Regions from separate parts of the Athene noctua genome. Here region 2 is linked to region 1. Evidence: chromatin contacts called from public Hi-C data. All regions are on one chromosome and are shown on one strand. The core of a region is the stretch at or near the end of the contact, and the rest is flanking DNA. Distances in the headings are between cores, read along the strand shown. Region 1 holds the start of APRT (adenine phosphoribosyltransferase). Region 2 holds the start of CDH15 (cadherin 15).

Evidence for each region. A called contact is a pair of places that touch in the nucleus more often than the background predicts.
Region 2: a contact with region 1 is called in a Hi-C map of liver, with 3 times the contacts expected there. The contact joins the promoter of CDH15 here to the promoter of APRT in region 1. A contact is called at or near these places in 2 of 2 Hi-C or Micro-C datasets (heart and liver).

Annotation. Positions count from the first base shown.
Region 1 is chr9:25,935,872-25,942,982 of bAthNoc1.hap1.1, reverse strand. APRT (adenine phosphoribosyltransferase) reads left to right here and starts at 3,858. Exons shown (of 5, transcript XM_074913000.1): 1 at 3,858-3,943; 2 at 4,100-4,203; 3 at 5,016-5,149; 4 at 5,973-6,051; 5 at 6,187-7,111. The coding sequence starts at 3,864. The coding sequence ends at 6,329. GALNS (galactosamine (N-acetyl)-6-sulfatase) reads left to right here. Exons shown (of 15, transcript XR_012634182.1): 15 at 1,681-1,780.
Region 2 is chr9:26,122,078-26,129,138 of bAthNoc1.hap1.1, reverse strand. CDH15 (cadherin 15) reads right to left here and starts at 2,002. Exons shown (of 14, transcript XM_074913291.1): 1 at 1,912-2,002; 2 at 135-287. The coding sequence starts at 1,962. It overlaps ACSF3 (acyl-CoA synthetase family member 3), which reads right to left. Exons shown (of 10, transcript XM_074913398.1): 10 at 5,943-6,345. The coding sequence ends at 6,309.

The DNA of each region.
Region 1 (7,111 bases), core at 2,609-5,108:
TACAAACTACATGCATGTTTACTCTCCAAAAGCTACTCTTGAGTACTTGTTCAGTATCCAAATAACTGTTTTGCAGTTAGAGTGGCTTGTTTGTCATTTCTCTTAACAGTTATAGTACTTGGAAATAGACTTCTACTTTTGTTTCTTGACAGTATTTGATGTGAGTCTTTCATATGTTATCAGAAAGCAACACGGCGGTGCCTCTTGAATTAAACTTTTTAAAGAACAGTTGTAAGGAAAAAACTGAAATCTCATTTTAGGTTCTTTTTTTCCTTTGGAAACTGCCTATTTTAAACACTGAGAAAAGACTCCATTTGCCTGTTTTCTTTATATCCTCTTCCACCGTTTCGTTGTTGCCCAAAGTCTAGTTCAGATTATATAAATCCGAAATAAAGGTGGAACCTCAGCCAAAAGCCTGTGGTCTCTTAGGAGCATAAAAAAGCCTCTGCCATCCAGCTTCTCGAGAGAGCCAGTCTGGCAGCTGGCGTGTGATTCTCTGTGCCTTTGTCCCTCCTGGAGTCACTTAATACACTTCTGGGCGTTATGTAGGTTGGTAGCACGATTCCCATCTGAATGGGCTAGGGGCCGAAAAGCCCATCGGCCTGTTTGCCAGCAGCGAGGAATGTGTGCCAAATCCATTAGTTCTGGATCAGACTCAAAATCCCCTCCTGGCTCGGCCAGGCTGGCCAGAGGAGGGAGAGGGGGGTTGTGTCTTCTCCAAGGGCCTCATCCAGCTTGGTGCCACGGGCAGGAGGTGCTGGGCTCGAGCAAACAAGGATGCTGTGGAAGGGCAGAGCTGGGTCACGGTGCTTTCACCTCTTTTAGGGGGTGACAAAGCTAGTGCGTTACTCGGTACAGACACTTCGGTCCCGAGCCCAGGGAGCTGGCTGGGGAACTGCATTCTTCTGCTGTTGAAATAAGATATTTCAAATTTGGTTTCTTTTATTTTTTTAAAAAAAAAAAAAAAGGGTTTAAAGTGCATGCGTTTCTAAAGCTGAAATTGAAACGAAACGTTCCAGCAGATTTGAAAGGAAATTTTAGTTCTTATTTCCCCTTGTGGGGTGTGTTGAAATTTTGGGTGTTTTGTTCCACTTCACACTGAGGTTTTAAAATCCTTAACAGAACAGAAACTTCCATACCCAACACAGCTCTTCCAATTGCCTGGTTAAGCTGATTAGAGTTAGCTCTTAAGCTTTTATCCCCCCAGTTTCCATGTCCACCAGCTAGTAACACCTCTCGTATCAGGATCTCAAAGCACTTTTAAATCACCGATCACCTCTGTGTCCAAAAGAGAGGCAAAGCCCTAAACAGCCCAAAACCTCTTGGAGCCACAAGCGGATGTCAAGACACCTCCCAGGTGATATTCCAGAGCTGAAATCCTTTGACATCACATTTGGAAATTGGTCCTAGGAAAGTTCTTTTCAGATGGAAATTACAGTAGGAGTCAGCACTGTTGTTTGAAAGGTTGAACAATTGCAGGGAAAATTAATGTGGATGTTAAAAACCAGTCTGTACTGGTAGGTGCGATTCATATCCTTTGAAATGGAGGATTAATGAGGTGAAGTTCTGACAGATCTGAGAAATGTTGGTTTTTAAACCTGAGCTGGCACGTGGCATAATTTTTGGCAGCTGAATCACTGGAAGTCCGATTTGGAGTAACCTTTATGCTCTTCCTGGCAGAGCTGACGGTGTCTGTGAGGCCTGATCCTGCACCAGAGCCGGAGAGATCCCCCCAGCTGGACACGAAGGGGCCAGTGGGAGCCCTCGGCAACTCATCCTGGTGAGAGCTGCTGGTTTGCCCGGGGTGGGCTGGCACGAGGGGCCTGGGAACCTCGTGGTGTTTTCTGCTAGTAACAGTGGTGATGTGTAGGAGGGTCACGAACACAAGAAAAGTGTGATGAGACCCCAGCTTACAGCTCCTCCGTGAGAGGCAGAAAGCAGGCTGCGGAAGAGCCCTTGCCCAGCTCCTGCTTATTTCCATGGGTAGGCAGATAAATTCCATCCCTTCCATCCGCCAGGAAGAAGAGGAGTTGCTGGAATAGCTCGCTGTCCGGTGACGTGGTTGGTGAAGTTACAGGAGAAACCCTTCCAGCTCATCCGAGGGAGAGAGGGTGTTGCAAAGCCCCTGTTCCAGTGGAAGGGGATGTTTGCTTCGCTGGAACAGCTGCTAGAGAGGATTTTTCTGGTGCCAAAGAGATAATCTGACCTCAGGGAAAATCTTAGTCTGTAAGGGAATGGTTGTGAAAGGAGGCAGGCTGACCTTGTCTCTGGCAACAGGGAGTGTAACAAGAAAGGGAGCAACCTTTGCACTGGCCTTCAGCTTGTCTCCCTCCGCACCTCAGGCCTCTGGTACACACCTGTCTTGCTGTCCGTAGATAAAATTGGGAAGAAAATAGAGCGGTGGAGGATTCAGTGTGCAGCAAATGATTCCCAAGGGTTTGCCCTGAGCGCTGGGAACCGCTCAGCGACACAGGACGTGTCGGCTGCAGGGCTGAGGGTGGAAGCGGGTCCCTCGCGAGCCGTGCTGTGCCTGTGAGCCCCCCACAGCGCAGCTGGAGAGGAGACAACCAGCTTTCCCCTCCTGTCAGCTGCTCCTCCTGTGCCAGAGCCGCTTCTGGGAGCTGGCAGGACCCACAGGGCTGGTGGGAGCGACTGGTCCAACAAGAGTAGGAGGAAGCAGCTCTGCGTTTGCTACCAGAGCACCCAACCCATGGAGGGGGCCACATCACAGCCCTGCAAAATCCCTGGCTAGCTGCTGGCACACTGTCACACACCGCCACACGCTGTCACACGCCTTGAGGACAGGCCCCAACGCCTGGCCCAGGGGTGCTGAGCTTGAAGCTGTTCCTGTCACGGCCTTTCACAGCCAGCACCGAGCTCAGCCGGGGGCGTTGCACGCTCGAACCTTCCGGATCACATCCAGATCCTGTTTGCTAGGGGCAGAGGAGATCTGTACTCATTCAGCACTACATCTCCTGCCCACAGCGGATTTTGGGTGGACAAACGGCTGTTTGCCCATCCGGAGGTGGGAGATAAGAGCTGTGTGAGTGCCCTGACCTGCCACACAAACCAGTGACACCAGTATCAGCTGAGCTGGCGGTCTGGGAGCAAGGGCGCTCGGACCGGCTGGGTTATCATCCAAACCAAGGGCTTTGACAAACACAGAATGCCATTCCAGGGGTTCACAAGAGGTGAGGAGGGACAGAAAAGCGGGAAATAATTTAGCCCTACCACGCTTGCTGTCTGCGTGAGGCGCAGGGCAGGGGTGAAGAGAGGTGGAAGTGTAACCCCCAGGCACGGCACCCCTTTTCCCAAGCTGGCTGGAGCAAGGCGGGGACCCAGGGCTCTGTGCAGGGGGGCTGATATGGCCCCATATGCTGCAGGTACCAGAGCACCCTTCAGAGGGGAAACTGGGGTACTGGGGCTCCCTGCTTTGAGGGAGTGGGGTGCTGCATGCTGGGGATACCTGGGCAGGGGGGCAGAGCTCCCTGCTCCAGGCTAGCAGGGCTAGCACTGGGGGGGTCGGGGCTCTGTGTGTTGGGGTACCCCAGCTCTGTGCACCCAGGGGACTGGGGCTCCGTACCCCGGGGTGCCAGAGCTCCATGCCCGGGGGTTCGAGGCTCAGGGGTACCGGGGCTCACTGCACTGGGGCTCCGGGGTACCAGAGCTCCGTGCACAGGGGATTGGGGTTCCGTTCCCCGGGCTACCAGCGCTCCCCGCCCCGGGGGGGACGGATGCTCCGAGCCGCGGGGCACCGGGCGGGGCGGGCGGGCAGCACCCGGCGCAGGCTGTCCCGGAGGCGGCGCCGGGCCCCCCCGCGCCCCGCCCGGTGCCGCGCGGCGGCTGCGCAGAGCGGGGCCGCCATGACCGAGGAACGGCTGCGGCGGGTCCGCGACCGGGTGCGGCCCTTCCGTGACTTCCCGGTGCCCGGTGTGCTGTTCCGGTGCGGGCGGGGCTGGAGAGCCGGGGGGGGGGGGCTCCCCGCTGCCCATCCTGCCTGCTCCGGGCAGGACCCGCATCCCCCGGGGGCTTGGAAGCCCGGTGGGGAGCCAGCCCAGCCCCGGAGGTAGCCAACTGCTCGCTCTCTCTCTTTTTACAGCGATATCAGCCCCTTGCTGAAGGATCCCGCAGCTTTCCGGGCTTTGATCGATCTTCTGGAAGATCATTTGAGAGCATCTTTCCCCCAAATCGACTTCATTGCAGGTGAGTGTTGGTTGAAACATCTCAGAGGCCGGCGCAGAGCACCGTGACCGGGCGGGAACGTGGGGAGACAGCTGAACTCTGCACCCCCTGGACACTGCAGCAGTCACCCAGATGCTGGCCTCTGTCGTGGCGTGAGGCCAGGACAGGTTATACCCCCACCCTGCTCCGGTGCTTCCCAGAACTCCTGCCTTTAGATGTGGCAGGCGCCGTCTGATTGATGCTTCAGTGCCAATTCTGTAATTCATTGCTTTCAGCGTTAAAAAAAGAGGAATGACAAGAAGCCTGCCCTGCCCGTAAGGTCTCACACCGTCCCCACGGCAGGCAGACCCTGTTCTAGCATGTTTTCCTTCTTGGGGGGCACCTTTTCAAGCCAACAGAAACAGCCTTTGTGGTGAGAACACGTTAGGAAGGCAGCGCTTGGGCTGGGCCCAAAGTTCAAGGAGTCCAGACCAAACCTAGGCCAAGGCCTTCATGATAACTGAAGTGTGTTCCCCCCGTGGTACAAAGTCCCTGGTTGTGTGGCCGAGCTGATACGGGGCTTTGCTGAGCTTATCTCTAAGAAGGAGAGCTGGAGGGGAGGTAAAACGGGCGGGGGGGGGATCGCTGCGGTGCCCCGACACCCACCGGCCGCTCCTCTGGGCGAGCGCAGGCCCTGCTGAGCGTGGTCTGTGTTTTCAACCCACAAAAACAACTCTAAGAGCAAATTGCTTCTAGAAACACCCCCCCTCCCTGAACACGGGAGGGTGATGAACCTGGGGTACAGTTCAGAGACACCCCCGGGCTGAGTATTTGTGCTGCTCTGCTCCCCCCAGGCCTGGACTCACGTGGCTTCCTCATCGGCCCCCCCCTGGCTCAGAGACTGGGGGTCGGCTTCGTGCCGATCCGGAAGAAGGGGAAACTCCCCGGTCCCACCGAGTCTGTCTCCTACTCCCTTGAGTATGGCAAGGTAACGCCCAGGGAGGGGAAGAGGTTTTCCAGCCTGGTTGAGGCAGGGCTGGGGGGTGTCAGTGAGGGGACGGGGTGATAAAACCAGCGCGGGGGGTTCCCCAAGCTGGCTGTCACAGCCAGTGCTGATGCCAGGGGCTGTGATTTTGGTTGGGGGTGGTGGGGGGGAGTGGGGATGATAAGGTTTGGTGCTAAATTGCTTTCTTTGGCTTGAATTCAGGGGCATGAACACGGAGTGTGTTTCCCACTCTTCCAGTAAGTGCGATAAGTAACTGCCTCTATTGCATGGCTCCAAACCGGGGCGCTCGCCCCGTAACACCGCGGCCTCTCCGGTCAAAGAGCGGAGGCGTGAGCCCAGTAACATGCTACCTCTGGTGACTAACAGCAGCAGAAACACCAAACCTAGGCAATATTTCTGAGGGTTGTTTGGGCCAACCCCTGCATGGGACAAGTTCATCTGACAAAGGATGTGCCTGTGCCGTTTGGAGGTGGCTTGGCGGTGCTGTCACAGCAGAGCGCTCCAGCCCAGCGCGTTACAGGAAATTTTCCCCCCTGGAAAATTGCTTTGGGATAAGGTTTCACGATGGGACTGTAACTCATTTGATGAATGTTCAGGATCTTGACGTGCCAGAGGGTTGGCCCAACAATCACCTAACCCGCTCTGTATTTCCGTGGCACTCCCTGTAGCTGGAGGATGTGTTTCGGGGGTTTTTAGGGGCTGATCTCGCTGAAGAGTTGTCTGCATTCCACCCTGCGTTAGCAGCTTGTGAAGTGTTCCTCTGTCAGGCAAAGGCTAAAGTGAAGCTGCTCTTTCCACCCTGCAGGCTGAACTTGAAATCCAGAGTGATGCCGTGGAACCAGGACAAAAAGTCGTTATTGTAGACGACTTGCTTGCCACTGGAGGTGAGAGGAGCAGGCGGCCTTAAAGCACGTGTCACGCACGTACGCGTGCGTCGGGAGCAGCTCTGGGGTTTGAAGCGTAACCTCGGCGCTGCTCCTGGGGTGATGATGGTTCTGCTCCCCCTCGGTGTTGTGCAGGTACCATGTGTGCAGCCTGTGAGCTGATGAAGAGGCTGAAGGCTGAAGTCCTGGAGTGCCTGGTGATCATAGAGTTAAAACTCCTGAAAGGGTCAGAAAAGCTCAAGTCTGTCCCTTTCTACTCTCTGCTGCAGTATGACTGAGGAGGAGCCGGGAGAAGGGAACACGCACCCTGAGTTTGGGGCTTTAATCAGTGACTCTTGCTGTCATGAGGGGGTGGGCAGGGGGGGAGAACCTACAATTTTGATCCTGGCCAGATGCTATACAATCCTAAATCCTATTTGTTTTCCAAGCCACAGATTAAGGTGTGTTAAGCGTAAGGATTCTTTTCAGAGTTCATCCTTTTGGAAAGAAGAAACAGCCTGATTGCTTTGGGGGGGATAGAGACCAAGATACAGCTTCACTGAATTTTTTTTTTTTTTTTTTTTTTTAAGAGACCAAAGTGAAAATAGTGCCTCTGAGGCAGGAGAGGTCCAATAGTTCAGGGGGCCCAGAATTCCCTTTCAGGAACCCGCTAAAAGTTTGCCAAAGAAACATAAAAGATGGGCAAAAAAGGATTATTTGTCAAAGGGATAAATCCCTCAGTATTTGACCTCAGAGGAAGGTCTGGTTGCTCTCTGCTGTCACTCACACTGGAATAGGTTGCTTTTACATTAAGGTAGTGCTTGGTAAGGAGATTTAAGTGCGTGCCCAGACCTGTGTCCTGAAATCTAGAGGCAGCTGCTGCCTGCACAAGGGAGGTTGCTGGTGTAGATGAGCTCAGGCAGGGTGTCAGCTTGCAGCTTGGCTCATGGTCTCCTTTCCTCGCGACCGTGGGAAGCTGCGGGTCCCTTGTAGGAAGGTGTCTGCCTTCCCTTGCTCCGGGGTGCTCCTTAGCAGGGAATTTCACAAAACTCAGAGCAATCTACATCATGAGAAGTAGCGC
Region 2 (7,061 bases), core at 753-3,252, 190 kb before region 1:
CCCGGGGCTGGGGGGGGGTCTGTCCCCTGCCTGGGGTCCCCCTCTGACCCCCCCTAAGCCATGTCCCCCCTCCTGGGGCGCCCCCAGGTAATCCCCCTGCCCCAGAGGGGATGTGGGGGGGGGTCCCTGCCTACCTGCACCAGGAGGTGGGGGATGCGCTTGTGGTTCTCCGAGATGCTGATGGGGGGGATCACCCAGGCCCTCTTCACCCGCCGCAGCCCCTCGTGCTGGCGCCAGGTCTGGGGGCTCCCTGGGGCCGCGGCACCCGGCTGGGCTGGGCTGGCACCCTGGGGGGGGCACACGGTGCTGCTGGTGACCCCCAAACCCCCCGAGTGGGAGGGGGACAAGGGCAGGGCTTTTCTCCTGGGATGGGTGGATGGGGCTGGGGTGCACAGGGCTGGGGTACAGGGTGCTGGGGTGCACGGTGCTGGCCCCCCCCCAATGGGGTTGGGTTTGGGGGAGCAGAGAGGGCACCCAGTTCTCCTCCAGCGCTTGGTGGCTGTCCCCTGAGCCCCTGGTGTGATGGTGACGGGTGTCTCGGGGGGAAGGAGTACCCCACAAATGACCCCGGGGGTTCCACCCCGGGCTGTGCTCCATGGGACCCCCCCCCGTGGGGATGAAGGGGTTACCCTGGGCTGGCCCCAGCCCACCTCGGTTGTCACTGTCACCTCATGGAGGTGGCAGCGGGGGCGGAAGGGTCAGGGATCGGGTTAGGCCCAGCTGGGGCACAGAACTGGGGTGCTGGGGGGGCACAAGGAGCTGGGGGGGGATTAGGAATCGAGACTGGGGGAGCAGGAGTTATGGGGGGGCTGCAAGGGTGGTCAGAGAGCTGTGGGGGCTTGGATGTGTTTAGGGGCCATGAGGGACTGGGTGGGGGGGTCAGGGAATTGGGGGGGTGACATGGGGGTCTGGAGCTGTGGGGAGCAAGCGTGAGGGGTGGGAGATGGGGGTTGGGAGGGGCAGGGAGCTGTGAATGGCCCCCCCAGTTCCATGCTACATCCATCAGGGCTCCCCCTTGTCCTGGGCCCCGGGGACATGCGCTCCCCCCGGGGAGGGGGGGCATCTGGGCAGAACCGGGCCTTGCACCCACCCTGGTTACATCGCTGGGGGTGCTCTGGGGTGCTCTGGGGTGCCGCAGGTCCTGGCATGAGCGCCCTGCCCAGTGTGGGGGAGCAGGGCCGCGGGGATGGCTGTGCTGGGGGTCCCTGGGGGGCTGTGCAGGGCAGGGGGGGCCCCAGGGGATGGGCAGGACAAGGGGCTGGTTTGGAGACGGACGGGAGCTGCCCCGCGGCCGCCAGCTGTCCCCCTGCCCCCCCCCAAGGAGAGACCCCCCCCTTCCCTAGGGAGGAGCTGGGGGTCCCGATGGGGGCCCTGCTGCTGGCGGGGGGGCTGCCCTGAGCACCCGGCCATGGGGGTGCAGGCCAGAACCCCAACGGCTCCGTGGGGGTCAGGCCCGAGACTGCGGTGAGGGGCTCCGGGGGGGCCACACACGGACAGAGGGGTGGGGGGGTGTGTGGGGGTGTGTCTGGGCCCACAGCTGGGTGTGAAAAGCCACACCAGGGTGTCTCTGAGCACCTAACCCCCCCAAATCCCGTCTCCCCGCTTCACAAACGCAGGCAGCGTGCCGGAGCCGCAGGCCCCCCCCTGCCGCCGCCATCTGTGGGGTGGGAAATGCCTCAAGAGGGGCACCCAGCCCCCCCAGCCCCAGCCCCAGCCCCGCTGCCCCCAGGGACGTGTCTCCGCGGGCTTTGGGGTCCGGCCGCCCCCCCAGCCCCGTGTCCGCGCTCCCCATCCCTGCGGGCCCTCTCAGGGCACGGAGCTGGGAGGGGGGGCACACGACACCCCTTCCCTATCGCCTTCCCCCCCCATCGCCATCCCTCCCGCCCCCCCGGGTGTCCCCGCACCCCTTACCCGCGCGCAGAGCGGGGCGAGCAGGCAGGCGAGGAGAAGCGGGGGGCCCATGGCGGAGCGGGGCGCAGTCCGGCCGCCAGCCCCGAGCCGCTCGCCGGTCCCGAGCTAAAATAACCGCGGGGCTGGCTGAGTGACGGCACATGTGCTGCCGAGCGGGCCGGGCCCCCCCCCGGCCGGGCAGCTGTCCCCCCCGCCCCCCCGGGCGGCAGCCTGCACCCCCTGCCCGGCGGGGGCCCGGCGGGGCGGGCGGCGGGGGGATGGAGGGGGGGTGTGGGAGGCTCGGGGGGGTGAGGAGGGACGCAGAGGGGGGTGGGGGGGGTCCCCGCTGCCCGGGCTGGGGGCCGGGGGTGCGCAGCCCTCGGGCAGGGCGGGAACGCGGCAGCTGTCGCCGGGCGCGTCCCGGGGATGCCGCGACGGGGCGGGCGGGAGGGAGAGACCCGGCCCCGCTGCCCCCGCCACGGCGGCACCGGCACCGGGACAGGGACCGGCACGGGTGCTGCCCGCCCCGCTCCGCCGCGCCCCCCCGTCGAGGCGAGGCCTCCCCGGGACCCCCGGCCGCGCCCGGGGCCGGGGCCGCTGCGGGCTGGGGGGGGCGGCAGCGTCCCGCCGCCTCCCGGTCCCGGCGGGTTCCCACGGGGCGGAGCGGCCCGGGGCGGCTCCCGGAGGCCCGGTGCTGCCCCCGACCCCCGGGGCCGGGCCCGGTGCTGCCCCCGACCCCCGTTGCCGATCCTGGTGCTGCCCCCGACCCCCGGGGTCGGTCCCGGTACTGCCCCCGATCCCCGTTGCCGGTCCCGGTGCTGACCCCCACCCCTGTTGCCGGTCCCGGTGCTGCCCCCGACCCCCGTTGCGGATCCCGGCGGCTCCTCGGCGCCGCGGCACCAGGTGGCAGCATCGTCCCGGCCACCGGCCCCGACACCGTCAGTCCCGGTGCCCCCCGGTACCGCAGCGGGGAGCACCCTCCGCTCCTCGAAGCCGAGTGCCGGGGGGTCCCGACTGCAGCAGGGCCGGGGAGCCGCCCCCGGGGACACCCCTCGCCCTCCCGGAGACCCAAACCTTGGGCCTGGCAAGGGAACGTGCCATGTGTCAGTGACACTGGTGGCATCCCCATGTCCCCGCGGGCCCCCCCGCCCGGCCAGCGCCGCTCCCCTTCTTGGCAGTAAGTGGCCCCGGTGCCCCCGCCCCGGGTGTGGGGCATCGTCTGGAGCGGGGGGCTGAGACGGGGCGTAGGGCACGAGGCAAAGGGCCGCAGGACGTGGGATGCAGGATGTCATCTGTCTGTCCCCAGAAGCTGAGCGGTGGTGACAGGGCTGTTGGTGTCCCCAGGGACGGTGGGAGGGGACATGGAACCGGCCGTGAGCGTCGGCACCAACTGGGCCCTGGCGTGGCAGAGGCGCTGGCTTGGCCGTCCGTCTGTCCCGTCCCGTCCATCTGTCCCATCCCATCCGACTGTCCCATCCCGTCCGACTGTCCCATCCCATCCGACTGTCCCATCCCGTCCGACTGTCCCATCCCATCCATCCGCCCTGCTCGCCCTGTCACCCTGCATCAATGTCACAGCGAGGGGCCGCGGCGGCGGCGCTGGCCCGGGGGTCCCGGCAGCTGCCCCTCGCCCTCGCGCGCCGTGGCAGGGGGTACCCAGCAGATGTTCCCTGCCACCGGCACGGCAGCGGGGGGGTGCGGGGGGAGGCAGACGTGATGGGCTCTGACAAGGTGCCAGGCCCAGCTCACAGTGCCGGTGCTGCCAGCGTGGCTGGTGGTGCCCGTGGCATGGCCCTGGCCACAGGACCCCCCCCCACCCCCCCCAACCCCTGCCCCTGCACCCCCTGCCCCTCTCCCCCTGCAAACCGGGGCTCCCACTGGGGTGCAGGGATTTGGGACCCCACAGGTGCTGGGTCCGAATGGCGCCAGCCCAGTCCTACACCCCCCAGTGCTATGCCAAGTCGGAGAAGGGGTCACCCTGTTCTGGAGGGGCAGGTCCCCATCCTGCCCGCTGACACTCTCGGATCCACCCGGTGCAAGAGCTCCAGGTGTTGGGGGGTGGTTGTGCCCCCACCGCGGGTGCTGGGACCAGTCACGTCCCTACTGTGGGTGCAGTGGGACTACCTGTGACCCCAGCGCAGGTACTGGGGGGGTCTGGGCAGTGTCCTGTCCCCGCCACACCCAGCGATGGGGACAGCGAGCAGCCGGGAGCGACCAGCGAGGTGTCAAACGCCGGCACAGCAGCCGCGAAGCCACTGGAGCTTTGGCTTTTATACGGCAATAAAAGATAACGTCAGCTCTAAAGTGCGAGAGCAGGTCCCAGTGTGCCGAGCCCAGGCCAGGCCCGAGCTGCTGGGAGCACTGGGAAGGGGGCACGGGGGTGTGGGCAGGTCCCAGCTCACTGGGGACATCCCAGCGTGGTGATACCGAGCTCAGGTGGCAGGGCTGGGCTGGGATGTGGGCAGGAGGACGCTGCCGGACGGCGTTACGGCCAAAAGATGCTACTTGGTGGTGGTGGTGGTGTTTTGTTAATGGTTTTATTGCCAGGCCAAGCCTGGCAGGCCTTAATGAAGGAGATTGATGGCTTAATAGCCTGGAGCCATTATGGGGTAATTGAATGGTTGTGTACATATGATCAGGCCGTCAGTGCAGACGTGGCTCGCAAGCGAAGCGCCTGGAGTGGTGGGGGACACACACAGACCCCCCCCGTGCCCCCGATGTATGCAGCGTGGGGGGAGCAGAGCCCACAGCCTTGGGGACCCCCGTCCATCCCCCAGGGCCAGGCTGCGGTGGTGTCCTGGGGCTGCAGCCGGCGGTGAGGGGACGGAGCGGGTCTCATGGTGGCACCAGGTCACCAAAAGCCAGCTCCAGGCGGCTCCGGTCCCACCCCGAGGGCCCCGTAACCAGGTTTTTAATTAACAAGTCCCATCAAGAGGGATGAACAGCGGTGGGGGAGTGGAGGTGGGAGCTGTGGGGGTCCAGCATGGACCCCCCAAAGCAGGGGCTGTGCCACTGACCACCCTCCTGGAGAAAACCTGGAGAAAACCCGGCGGCCGGGTCCCCGCGCCGAGGTGTGAGTCAAACTACTCATTTTAGTGTGTGACAACCAGGTGTTTTACAGTATTTGCTACCTGTGATCATCCATCAAAGCAATCGATAGCGTTCCTGCAGAGTTTTATTAATGATCTTGTCACCGGGCTGGTGCTGGGTGCCTGGGGTTGTCGAGAATGATAGATCATTAAGAGCTTTTGCTGCTATTTATTCTCCAGTGACCTTGTCTCTCTCCATTGTTGCTTGCTTAAGAGTTATGAATGTGAGACATGATAATTTGATATTGATCTATTTGGTAACTTAAAAAATTTACTGCATCGTTGATGTTTTAACAAAGGATCCGCTCAGTCCCTCCCGCAGACCGGGGTGAGGCGCCGGCTCTGGGCTCTGCTGAGGGGGCGAGGGGGGCACCCCCCGGTGCGTGGCATGCTCAGGGGTGGCTGCCTGAGCCCCGCATCTCCCTGGGGGACCCCGACCCAACCCCTTCCGAGCCTGAAGTACCGAAATCCAGGTGCCCCCCCTGCCCTGGGAGCTGCGGCCGTGGGCAGGGCTGGACCCCCCCAAGGCTGGACCCTTCCAGGGCCCTGTCAGCTGGTGAGGAAATCTGGGGGTCCCCACCCATCACCCCGCGGCACCGGACAGGACTGGAGGGGCGCCCCAGTGCCACGCCGCCTCCCCAGTGTGCTGTCCCCAAGCTGGGGAGGGATCCACTGGTCGGGGAGCTGTGGGGCATGGACGCTGTCCCCCCCCTGGCCTCCCCGGCGCTATCCCTCCCCATCGCCCACCGTCGCGCCCAAAGTCGAAGAGGGACAAACACCCGTTTCCAAAGGTAGAGTTTATGGACGCCGCCCGTCCTCCAGGCGATCGAAGACCTTCAGACGTGGGCGCCGGTGTCGGCACAGGTACACGCAGTGTGATTCCTGCTGCATCTGCTCCCCGGTGCCTCCAACACCCCCCCGCGCTCTGCCCCCACCCCACGCCGGCCCGTGGGCCCACCCTGGCCAAAACCCGAGCCCATCTCCAGCTCCCGCCTGGCCCTGCCGTTCCTCCGAGCGCCTGGGGGGGTGGGATATGCTCTGGGTTGGTGAGCGCAGCCAGTATTTATTTCTGATTTTTGTATTTATTCTTCATTTCTGCTGTGAAGTGGGAGTTGGTGCTTGGGTGGACGGTACCGATTCACGGGGGGGGTTATGGGGCATCCCACGGAGAGCAGGATCCCACCAGTGAGGGGATCCACCGGGGTTTCCCCTCTCTATAAACCAAAGTACGGGGAAAGTCGTGGAGTCTGTGGGAAAGGGCAGAGGATGCAGAATTCCCAGGCACCGCCGCAGCCGGCTGAAGACAGGACTTGCAGCTAAAGAGTCATTTCATCTGGCGATGAGCTGCACGGGGCTTGAGAAAGAGCTGTAACGGAAATGAGGATGAGCATCCCCAGACAGATGAAGGCAAACTGGGGGAGCTGGGGTGCCCGGGCAGCCCTTCCCACCCAGGCAGAGTGGCTCTGGGGGGTTGGCACTCTGGGGCTGAGCCACCCCGGGGGCCAGCGGGGCCTGTCTGCCCCCGAGCAACCACTGCGGGGACCAGCCCGGGTGGATGTGGAGGTGTTTGTGGTCTCTGCCCCTCACCTGCCCCCCACCACCTACCCGGGGGCTAAATGGAGCAACTTTGGCCAACACGTACCCACTGCCAGCTCTGGGAGGGGGGTCCTGGCCTGGGACCCCCGCTGCGTTCACCCCACGCTTCGCTTCTAGGCTGAGGATTGCCCCGAGCCTCTTGCAAACAGCTCGTGCACAAGGAGGGTGGCCCTGCAGCTCGGGCTCGGACCAGCCGAGGAGACCGTGTGCGGTGAATCCGGCTTTTATTGGGCTTCTCTCGCGGAGCAGAGCGCAGGGAGCCCGGACCCGCCGCTGCTCAGCACTGCTGGCCCCTCCTCAGCGCCGCTGTGAGGGACAACGAACCGACCAGCGCCGGGCTCCCCGTCCCACCCCCAGGCCGTGCACTAGGCTGGGTAAAAGCGCTGCAGAAGCTCCTTCTTGTTGACTTTTCCCATCTGATTGCGCGGGATCTCCTCCACCACGATCAGCTCGGTCGGGATGCTGTAGGGTGCCATGGTCTCCCTG